2 separate regions of the Sus scrofa genome follow, and region 1 is linked to region 2. The links are chromatin contacts, called in public Hi-C maps. All regions are on one chromosome and are shown on one strand. Each heading gives the region's core, a stretch centred on a gene start, on an enhancer-like site or on the middle of the called end of the contact. The rest is flanking DNA. Distances are from core to core; before and after follow the strand shown.

The links. A called contact is a pair of places that touch in the nucleus more often than the background predicts.
Region 1: a contact with region 2 is called in a Hi-C map of liver, with 2.3 times the contacts expected there. The contact joins the promoter of JKAMP here to the promoter of DAAM1 in region 2. A contact is called at or near these places in 1 of 5 promoter capture datasets (fetal liver), 2 of 47 Hi-C or Micro-C datasets (heart right ventricle and liver) and 2 of 2 datasets of contacts at active chromatin or transcription factors (alveolar macrophages and skeletal muscle).

The regions. Positions count from the first base shown.
Region 1 is chr1:188,596,128-188,600,657 of Sscrofa11.1, reverse strand. JKAMP (JNK1/MAPK8-associated membrane protein) reads right to left here and starts at 2,202. Exons shown (of 7, transcript XM_021102711.1): 1 at 2,061-2,202; 2 at 1-72. The coding sequence starts at 2,064. The region is part of intron 4 of L3HYPDH (trans-3-hydroxy-L-proline dehydratase); the gene reads left to right.
Region 2 is chr1:188,333,800-188,337,852 of Sscrofa11.1, reverse strand. DAAM1 (disheveled-associated activator of morphogenesis 1) reads right to left here and starts at 2,518. Exons shown (of 25, transcript XM_021102694.1): 1 at 2,370-2,518.

The DNA of each region.
Region 1 (4,530 bases), core at 953-3,452, 260 kb before region 2:
CTGTTGAGCCATTTTTAAATAACAGGGTCTTCCCACAATAAAGTCCAAGGCATGCTGGTTGAATATCGACAGCTTTTTAAAAACAAATGCCAGTATAGTAACATCTCTTGTGATTATAAAAAATAAATCAGTAATAGCTGAAAATTTGGCCGAAGTATCTCAAGACAGTTTCAATTTAAAAATATGTATTAGACAAAAGTCTTGATGCATTTATTTAAATTTTTCCTTTTACCCTGTGACACTGCAGAAAGTCATATGGAACCTTGTAGCTAATATTGTTCCTAAAAATTAAGGTCCCCAAACAGCAGAGCACACTCTGTCCTCAGAACTCAAAGCCTACCTTGGTTGGTCTCCAGTGGCTCCAGCCAGCCACTGCCCTTGATTAGATGGTCTAGAATTTCCCTTTTTTAAAACTAAAGGACTTATCAATCACCACTTTTTATTCTGCACAGTCAGGACATTAAGTTGACACAGACAAACACACACACACGAAATCTATTATCACCTTTCTTCGTGATAGAACACATTTTAATACCAGAAAAGCAGAAGGGACACATAATTTCAGAACATAGGTAAGGACTTTAAAATAAATACATTCATAAGAAGCTTAGTAAATTGTCCTAACTTCGGTGATTTTTGTGGAGGACAGGTGACAATTTCGTCAAGGTGGCGTAGGCCTCTGACCAATACTTGGGAACCCCTGCTTTAGAATCAACCCCTGATGTCAAGGCTTGGAGAACCTAAAAAGTGGCTCCTTTTTACCTAAAAACTCAGAGCCTACAAACTGTCATTGACCTCATCTACAGGAAGAAGTTATTGAAGGAAGGTTTTTGTTTTTGTTTTTAATATATCAGTGACATCTGATTCCCTTTGATCATGGATTCACTCATCAGTAAACATGCATCAAGTGTCTGATTCCACAGGTTAGGGACCACAAAATACCCACACAGGAACACTACAGAGTCACTCCGTCAAAGAACCTACACCCCAGTGTGGAATAAATCCCAAACAAATGGGGTCAAATGTGAGCTAGTTTGAGAAATTATGCATTTTATGACTATTCTTGAACAACCCTTTCCGAAATTCTTCATGAATTCACAATCTAGAGACTGCCTGATCCACTATACCCTTTCTTCTTTCAAGTTCAAGTAGACTTTTTCTTTCTTTCTCCGTGTGCTGTTGAGAAAGACAGAAATAGTACTTAAATGCCTCAAGCTTAATATTTTCACTTTTGCCAATTGCCGACTTCTTAAAAAATCCATAGGCTTCTTTACTTAAAACTTATTTTTAAATCAATCGTAATACACCAAGTGTAATCATAAGGTTCTAAACTTATAGATGGAAACGAGTTGTTTCAGATTTTCCAAGACAGCAGAAGTTAAGAATTGGAAACTTCTTCTATACTGGTTTTGCACCTAGTAGATGCTTAATAAATGCATCTGGGTGTAAACAATCTAAAGTTTCCCAAATCCAAAGCCTGAAAACCGGTATGATAAACTGAAAGCAACAGCTTATCATCGACCAAAAAAACCCCTGGCTCCCAGGGTCCGCTCATTTTTTCCTTTCATTTCCCTTATTAAAGGAGGTCTAAAGGACTTTTTTTGCAACCGTCTTGCTTCTTTGTGAAGGGCCCTAAAAACTTACGTTAGATGCTGAAGCAGGACACAACAGTTATGCAGCAATTAGTTTCTGCTTCCTTTACTGTTTTCCTGCACTTACTTACGCCCTTGCTTTAAATGTCGAGTCAACCCACAGGAATGTTAAACAAAGGGACTGAAACAGAGGGGCTGAAGTGACATTCTGAACAAACAACAAAGGTCTGGCCTTTCCCCTGCAGTAGGCAGCCGTTCTCCCTCTGCAGTCGGTCTCCCCTCTGCGGCTAGTGAGCAGCGCAGCCCATCCCCATCCCACCTCGGCCCAGCCGACAGCGGGTGGAAACAAGGGACAAAGATTCGCTGCTATTCGGAGGCCACCCGCTGGGGCCGAGCCCAGAGCTGGCAGCATAGGGAAGAAGCAGGGACTAGGATGAAACGCTTCCCAGGACCTCGGCGACCACTCACCCATCGGCAGCTTGTAGGTTTCCCGGGAGAAGCTCCGGGATCAGCCAACCCCGCCACAGCGCCCGGACATCCGGGCCAAAGCCGCCTCGGCGGCCCCGCCTCCTGGTAACCCGGTGACCGTCCCGAAGCCCCGCCCCGCCTCGCGCTTCCTGGTATAAGCTCCGTGGCCCCGCCCCCCCTGGCGCGGACGACGCGAGTGGGCCTGCGGCTTAAAGCGCCGGTGGTCGCGTAGTGGTTGATCTCCCGGTCGACGACAATGGCAAGCAGGCTGCCGGTGGCTCAGCTGCCTCCGCACGACCCGGGGACGCCGGCGCTGTCCGTTGTGGACATGCACACGGGCGGCGAACCCCTGCGAATCGTGCTAGCGGGGTGTCCGGAGGTGGCTGGACCCACACTGCTGGCCAAGCGGCGCTACATGCGCCAGCACCTTGACTACGTGCGGCGACGGCTTATGTTTGAACCCCGGGGGCACAGGGACATGTACGGAGCTGTGCTGGTGCCCAGCGAGCTGCCGGAAGCGCACCTAGGCGTCCTGTTTCTGCACAACGAGGGCTACAGCTCCATGTGTGGCCACGCAGTGCTGGCGCTGGGCCGCTTCGCGCTCGACTATGGCCTCGTGTCGGCGCCCCCGACCGGCGCCCGCGAGGCCCTCGTCAACATCCACTGCCCGTGCGGGCTGGTGACCGCCTTCGTGGAGTGCGAGGGCGGCCGCAGTCGCGGCCCGGTGCGCTTCCACAGCGTCCCAGCCTTTGCGCTGGCCACAGGTAACCCGTAGGACTCTTCCAGCCCTGCAGCCCTGGACCCAACTAATTACATTAACTCTCTCTAGGCTGGAACTCACGCACGCAGCACAACTAACCCACTCCACAAGCCTTTGCAATCAGTAAGAAGGTAATCCTAAATCACTGCAAATGTGTGACAGCATCTTAGCCTTGCGAATTTGTGTAGTGCATGCAATTTGATTATCCTGCAGATCTGTCCACCTGTGGTTTGGGGAGAGCCTTGAGGAGTGCAGAATTCCGTGTTTCCCTTACTCAGCGCCTAGTTCCCCACTCGTCAGACATTCCTAGAGATTTCACAGTTGGATGAAGCAAGGTCCACTAGGGTCAAGGAAAGTACAAAAAACAGCCGACCTACCGGGGCTCCAAGCTGGCTCAGAATTTGCTTGCTAACATGTTATTACCCCCAGACAAGTTAGTAGACACAAGTTACTAAAACTCGTCTGCAAAAAGTGTTTTGCCCACTTCTTAAGGGAAGAATTAAAGAATCAAATCTTTTCAAGAAGATATGGACGTTGCCTTTAGAATAGAAACAGACGTTGCCTGGGTCCAAATCCTTATACCTCCTTAAAGTTGTCAGCCTTTGTCAAATTACTTCTCTGTGCCTGTTGTGTCCTCGTTTGTTAACTCACTGAGGTTTTTTTTGTGAGGGTTTAATGAGAGTATATACAAGGAACTTAGAATTTTAAAAAATATATATTTTCTTAGAGACAGAAAGACTGCAGAATATTTAGGGTTGCTAGTTCTCTAGGTGTGCAGAGCCTTTCAAAGGTTTTGGTGGTTTCTGTGGTACAGAGCCTGAATGTCATGTGAAATGGAGTGTCTATGCCTGTAATCCTTACAAAGAGGGAGATTCCTACAAATTCTATGAGTAAAGGCTGAATTCTGTCACTGAGGATGCGTTAGTAGTCTGACTGAAGTGAGCTGGAAGCTGATTTAGTCCAGGAATAGGGGTATCATTCCTTTTCTCCAGAGTCTTCAGGCCATGCACATCCTTCTGTTAATTTGATCTTGATCTTCCTCTTGGATTTGAATTCCAGATTAGCCTGATTATGACTGCTATGAATGATGCAGTGTTAGCCCAGGCATTTGAGTCTTATAGCAACCTCAGGCTGCTGAATCACACAAGTTGATAAAGAATACCACTTTGGGGAGTTCCCATTGTGGCTCAGCAGTTACCGAACCAACTAGTATCCGTGAGGTTTCGGGTTCAATCCCTGGGCTCGCTCGGTGAGTTAAGGATCTGGAGTTGCCGTGAGCTCTGGTGTAGATCTCAGACACATCTTGGATCCCGAGTTGCTGTGGCTCTGGCGGACAACTTAATTTCTGAATTCAAGACCCCACTCTACCCTGTTGGTTGACTTAGTCTCATTGCTCCACGTGCTGCCCCCTTTTCTGATGTATGCGTGAGCAAAGGTTTCTCAAAGGTGCCAAGTCTTGGAAAGGAGGGCCTTAACAGCCTGCAGGGTAAGCCAGCAAAACCGCATCTCCCTTGGCCATGTGACCTGCCCTGTCCTCTGCCTCCTGCTTCTCCTTGCTGTCTCTGCCACACCCCTTAGCCTCCTTAAGGTGCCCTGGGAAAGTCCACACAGGTCCTCTGCACTCAGAACCTTCAGCCTCTTTTCTTGGTCCAGAGGTAGTTTCTCTGTTGACCAGGAGAAATATTCTCCCTTTGGGACACTCCTTTGCCA
Region 2 (4,053 bases), core at 1,269-3,768:
ATATGCTATCACTTACATGTGGAATCTAAAAAACAGATACAATGAACTTCTTTACAGAACAGATACTGACTCACAGACTTTGAAAAACTTATGGTTTCCAAAGGAAACTGGTTGGGCGGTGGGGGGATGAGCTGGGAGTCTGGGATGGAAATGTTATAAAACTGGGTTGTGATCACTGCTGTACAACTATAAATGTAATAAAATTCATTAAGTTAAAAAAAAAAGGAGTTCGGTTTAAATTCTCATCTTTAGATTTTTTTGAGAAAAATAAGACAATGAACAACTCCTTCTTAGAGTTAAGATTTTAGACCTAAAATCAGCTTTAGGAAAACTTCTGTGCCCCTCTCCCATTACCAAGACCATGGTCCCTAGAAGCAGAGGGCTCTTCCCAGACAGACTGTGGTAGCCAGTAAGAACAAAGCCTGTGCAGGACCCAGGCTTCCCAGATGCTAAACCTCTCAAGGACCTGCATCCTCTAGGCAGGTTTTTAGATTTCATGAAAACCACAAGGGATGGCAGTGACTTCCAGAACTCAAGGTCAGTTATTATTTGTCCCTAAAACCCTCCTGTGAATTGCATCTAAGGCAAACTGAGGGCCTTCATTAATGACCAGGGAGCTCTTTTCACGTGTAACAGAGAATTCCCTCCTTGAGAACGCTGCCTCCAACACTATTAGGAAAATGCAGGTAGCCTGAAAGGGGGAAAAGATCTTTCGACTGCAATTTTCTGAGTTTGCCTTAGGAAAAGGGCTCTTAATAGTTTTTTTCTGGGGAGGGGGGTTGGAGAGACCAAGTACATGTAGGCGAGAGGGAAAGGGGTCTAAAAACTCTGTCCAAGCTATTTACAAGAGAATGTTCAGAGCCCTGGGCTGAGAAACCGGTGACTAGGAGAGAGCAGCTGGGCCCAGGAAGAGCATCTGACCACACCCACTGGCCACGCCCTCCCAGCTGCCCGCAGAGCCACATCGAATTGAAACAGCAGTGGGAGCAGTTAAGATTCCGACGGCAGGAGTCGCCATGGCAACGGGATTTGTCTTGCAGGCAAACTCCGCTTCAATTCACTAGGTCCTTCTCGAGCCTCAAGAAACTACCAGTTCAACGAGGGCAAAACGGCCACGCGTGGCGTTCTTTCTTGACGCTTTCCTGCGTAGGTGGAGATGGGGGGGTGGGAGATGGGGAACCAGGATTGGAGTGTATTCTATTTCTGGGCCCAGTGAAATATTTCATGGCAGCAAGAGACAGAACACTCCAACCACAGGCTGTGAGCAACTTGAGAACAGAGCCTTTAGCAAAGATTTGATGAATGAGTGAGTAAGGGAAAGAATAAGGGGGCTGGGAAAGGGAAATCCAGAGGACTTCACCGGCCTCGCTCAGGTGCCCGGTCGGAGAGCAAGAGGATCACAAGCATTTGGATTTTCACCACCAGCTGGGAAAACCGATTATCCACCGCTCTTGCCCCACTGCGAGTCTTATCGTTAGATTATTCCACACTCCGCACCGCTTTTCCACCTCCTAGCCCAGCGCTCCAGGCAGACGCTTCGTACCAGCTCAGGTGTTATTTGTCGAGGGAACCATCAGTGCAACGGGCATCAAGATGCCCCCTACCCAGAGGGATGCGAGGCGGGAGTGCTCTGCGGCGCTTGGAAACCAGTCAGCAGGCTGCGCAGCCTCCCCTCGCCGCTGTCCGACAACACCCCTCGCTCTTTCCGCAACGCGGTTTCCCTCTAGTCTCTCGTTTGAGATATTTAGCTCCCAACTTTACCTAAATTACAGTCACTTCATCCCTTTCGAATGAGTCTTGAGATTAGGGTGCCCGGGATGGTAGGGGTTCTGCTGGGATGAGTAAATGAGTCTCTCCTCCTCTGTCGCCACCTCTGAGTCCACCTAGCCTGCCTTGGGATTCTCCCCTCCCGGAGCCTCACCGGGCAGCAGCTCCCGACAGCAGCAATGTCCACAGCACCCAGCTGGGGCCACGACCCCCAGCGCCCCAGCCCCAGGGTGTCAGCAGCAAGGCGGCGAGTGGTACCCCGCCGGCTCTCTTGGCATCTGAGCGCCTCAGAAAGAAAGAAGGGAGGCACCCGCGTCCTCGGGGGCGCCTTTCTCCAGTCTCGCTTTGCTTTGTGCCGCGCTTGCAGCCATTTTCCCAAACCGAGCTTGGCAGCTGGAAGCTGTCTAGGTCCTGTTCCCACCCAGACCCAACCTGAAGGACGGGTTTAATATTTACCTACTGGCCCGGGAGCTCCGGGGAGGCAACGGGAGGGCGCGCCGCGAACCCAGCGCCGGGCCCGAAACAGCGAGCCCAACCCCACGCCACCGCGCGGTGCCACTTAATGAATGAGTGCAGCGAGCGACGCGGCACGTCCCCCTTACCTGAGCAGCCCCAGCATTCTGAAAAGGCGGTTCTGAGCTTCGGGTACAATGGGCTCCCTTAAACAGTTTCCTTCACAGCCGCTCGTAGGTTACCAACTCGCAGGTGACATCACCCTCTCCTCGCCTGATAGGATACAATGTGGCGCCCACTGCGCATGGACTCCCGGGTCGCTTCTGGGAGTTGTAGTTCGTGTTCCACAGGCAGAGCCCGGGTAAGTGCGATACCAGGGTTCTTGGAACTACACTTCCCGACACACTCCCGGCCTCTTCGTCCACGCCCCTAACCCCGCCCCCGCCTCGACCCGCCCCCCCCCGACCCGCCCTCCAGCCTTGCAGTGTTAGTCCGGGTAGTTCAGAAGCTGAGCTGAGGACGCAGCGGGTTGGGAGCAGGGGTTGCGGGTGGGAGGGGAAGTGGTATCCTTAGGTCGTGCTCTTTGACTTGACCTCCACTCGGCCCCATGCGGGCTCCGAGGAACCAGAGGGGTCCGGGACTAGTGCGCACTAGCCCCGCAGCTCTGAGCAACCTGGTTCCGTTGGCCCCGGCCGAAAAGAGAAGATTAAGCCCTTCACTGCCTCCCCTAGGCGTAGCAACTAATTAATTGGGTTAAACGCAGTCGAGGAATTACCCCACGACCCAGAGGAAGGCGGACGCGGACCCTGAAGGACAGAAATGCCCCTGTGCCCCACTTGGTACAAATCACCTCTCGGTCTTCTCTTTCCTTCTCCCATTTAACGGAGTCAGGGTGACCAACCAGATCTCTGGGAACAGCTTAGTCGCCTGAGCCGACAGAATAACCTAGGGTGTCGCTAATCAAAATGCTGTGCAACAGACTAGATAGTCGCCTCAACCCTCCGTCTGGGAGCCTGCTGCTGCTGCAGAGATAATACTATCGCGCAGCCATGCTTTTGTTCTTCCCTGCAGCAGACTTCCCGCTCGCTCATGGCTCCCAGGAAGACAACATCCTTGCCTAAAGTTTTAATAAATAAATATACGTATACATGTACTTTTAAATACACAACACTCTCAACTTGCATACCTTTCTCTTCAAATTTTTTAATGACCTAAGCGAAACAACATCATGCTGTTCAAGAACTGCTGTGATACTAATACACCTAAGTGTTTATTTAAAGATAAGATGTGCAGCAGAATTCTGAACCTTCAATAAAATTTTATTTTTAATATGTAAAAATTTGCCTTGGAACTTTTCATTATTCAATGAATATCAAACATTATAAAAAATTAACACTGGTAAATCTCTTGATGTGTTTCTAAATGAAAAAAAAAATCTTTACGTCTAGTTATTCCAGTTGTAAAGGTAAATTATAATGGCATTCGATGTCGTAATCACATATAAGGATCAGCTCACACCCTTATTTCTACAAGCAAAATCTCTAGAGACTACCTCTCATGAAAAGAAAGTTCACAATTAAGATTTCAAACAACTCTCCACCTAATTGTTGGTGAAAGTCTTCTTATTTCTCATATCATCCTGCAACAATAACTGGGGTTCAAGAGAAAAATATTCATGGATCTAGTTGAAGATCTCAGGAAAGAAGGAAAGGCTTTGTTTGCTGAGAGGGATTTTACTACTGAATTCTGCTTTTTCTTTTAACAAGCCAATTCCTTATAGCCCAGACACATTTTTCTCCACTGAGGGAAGATAACTTTGAATGTTGCTCTCCT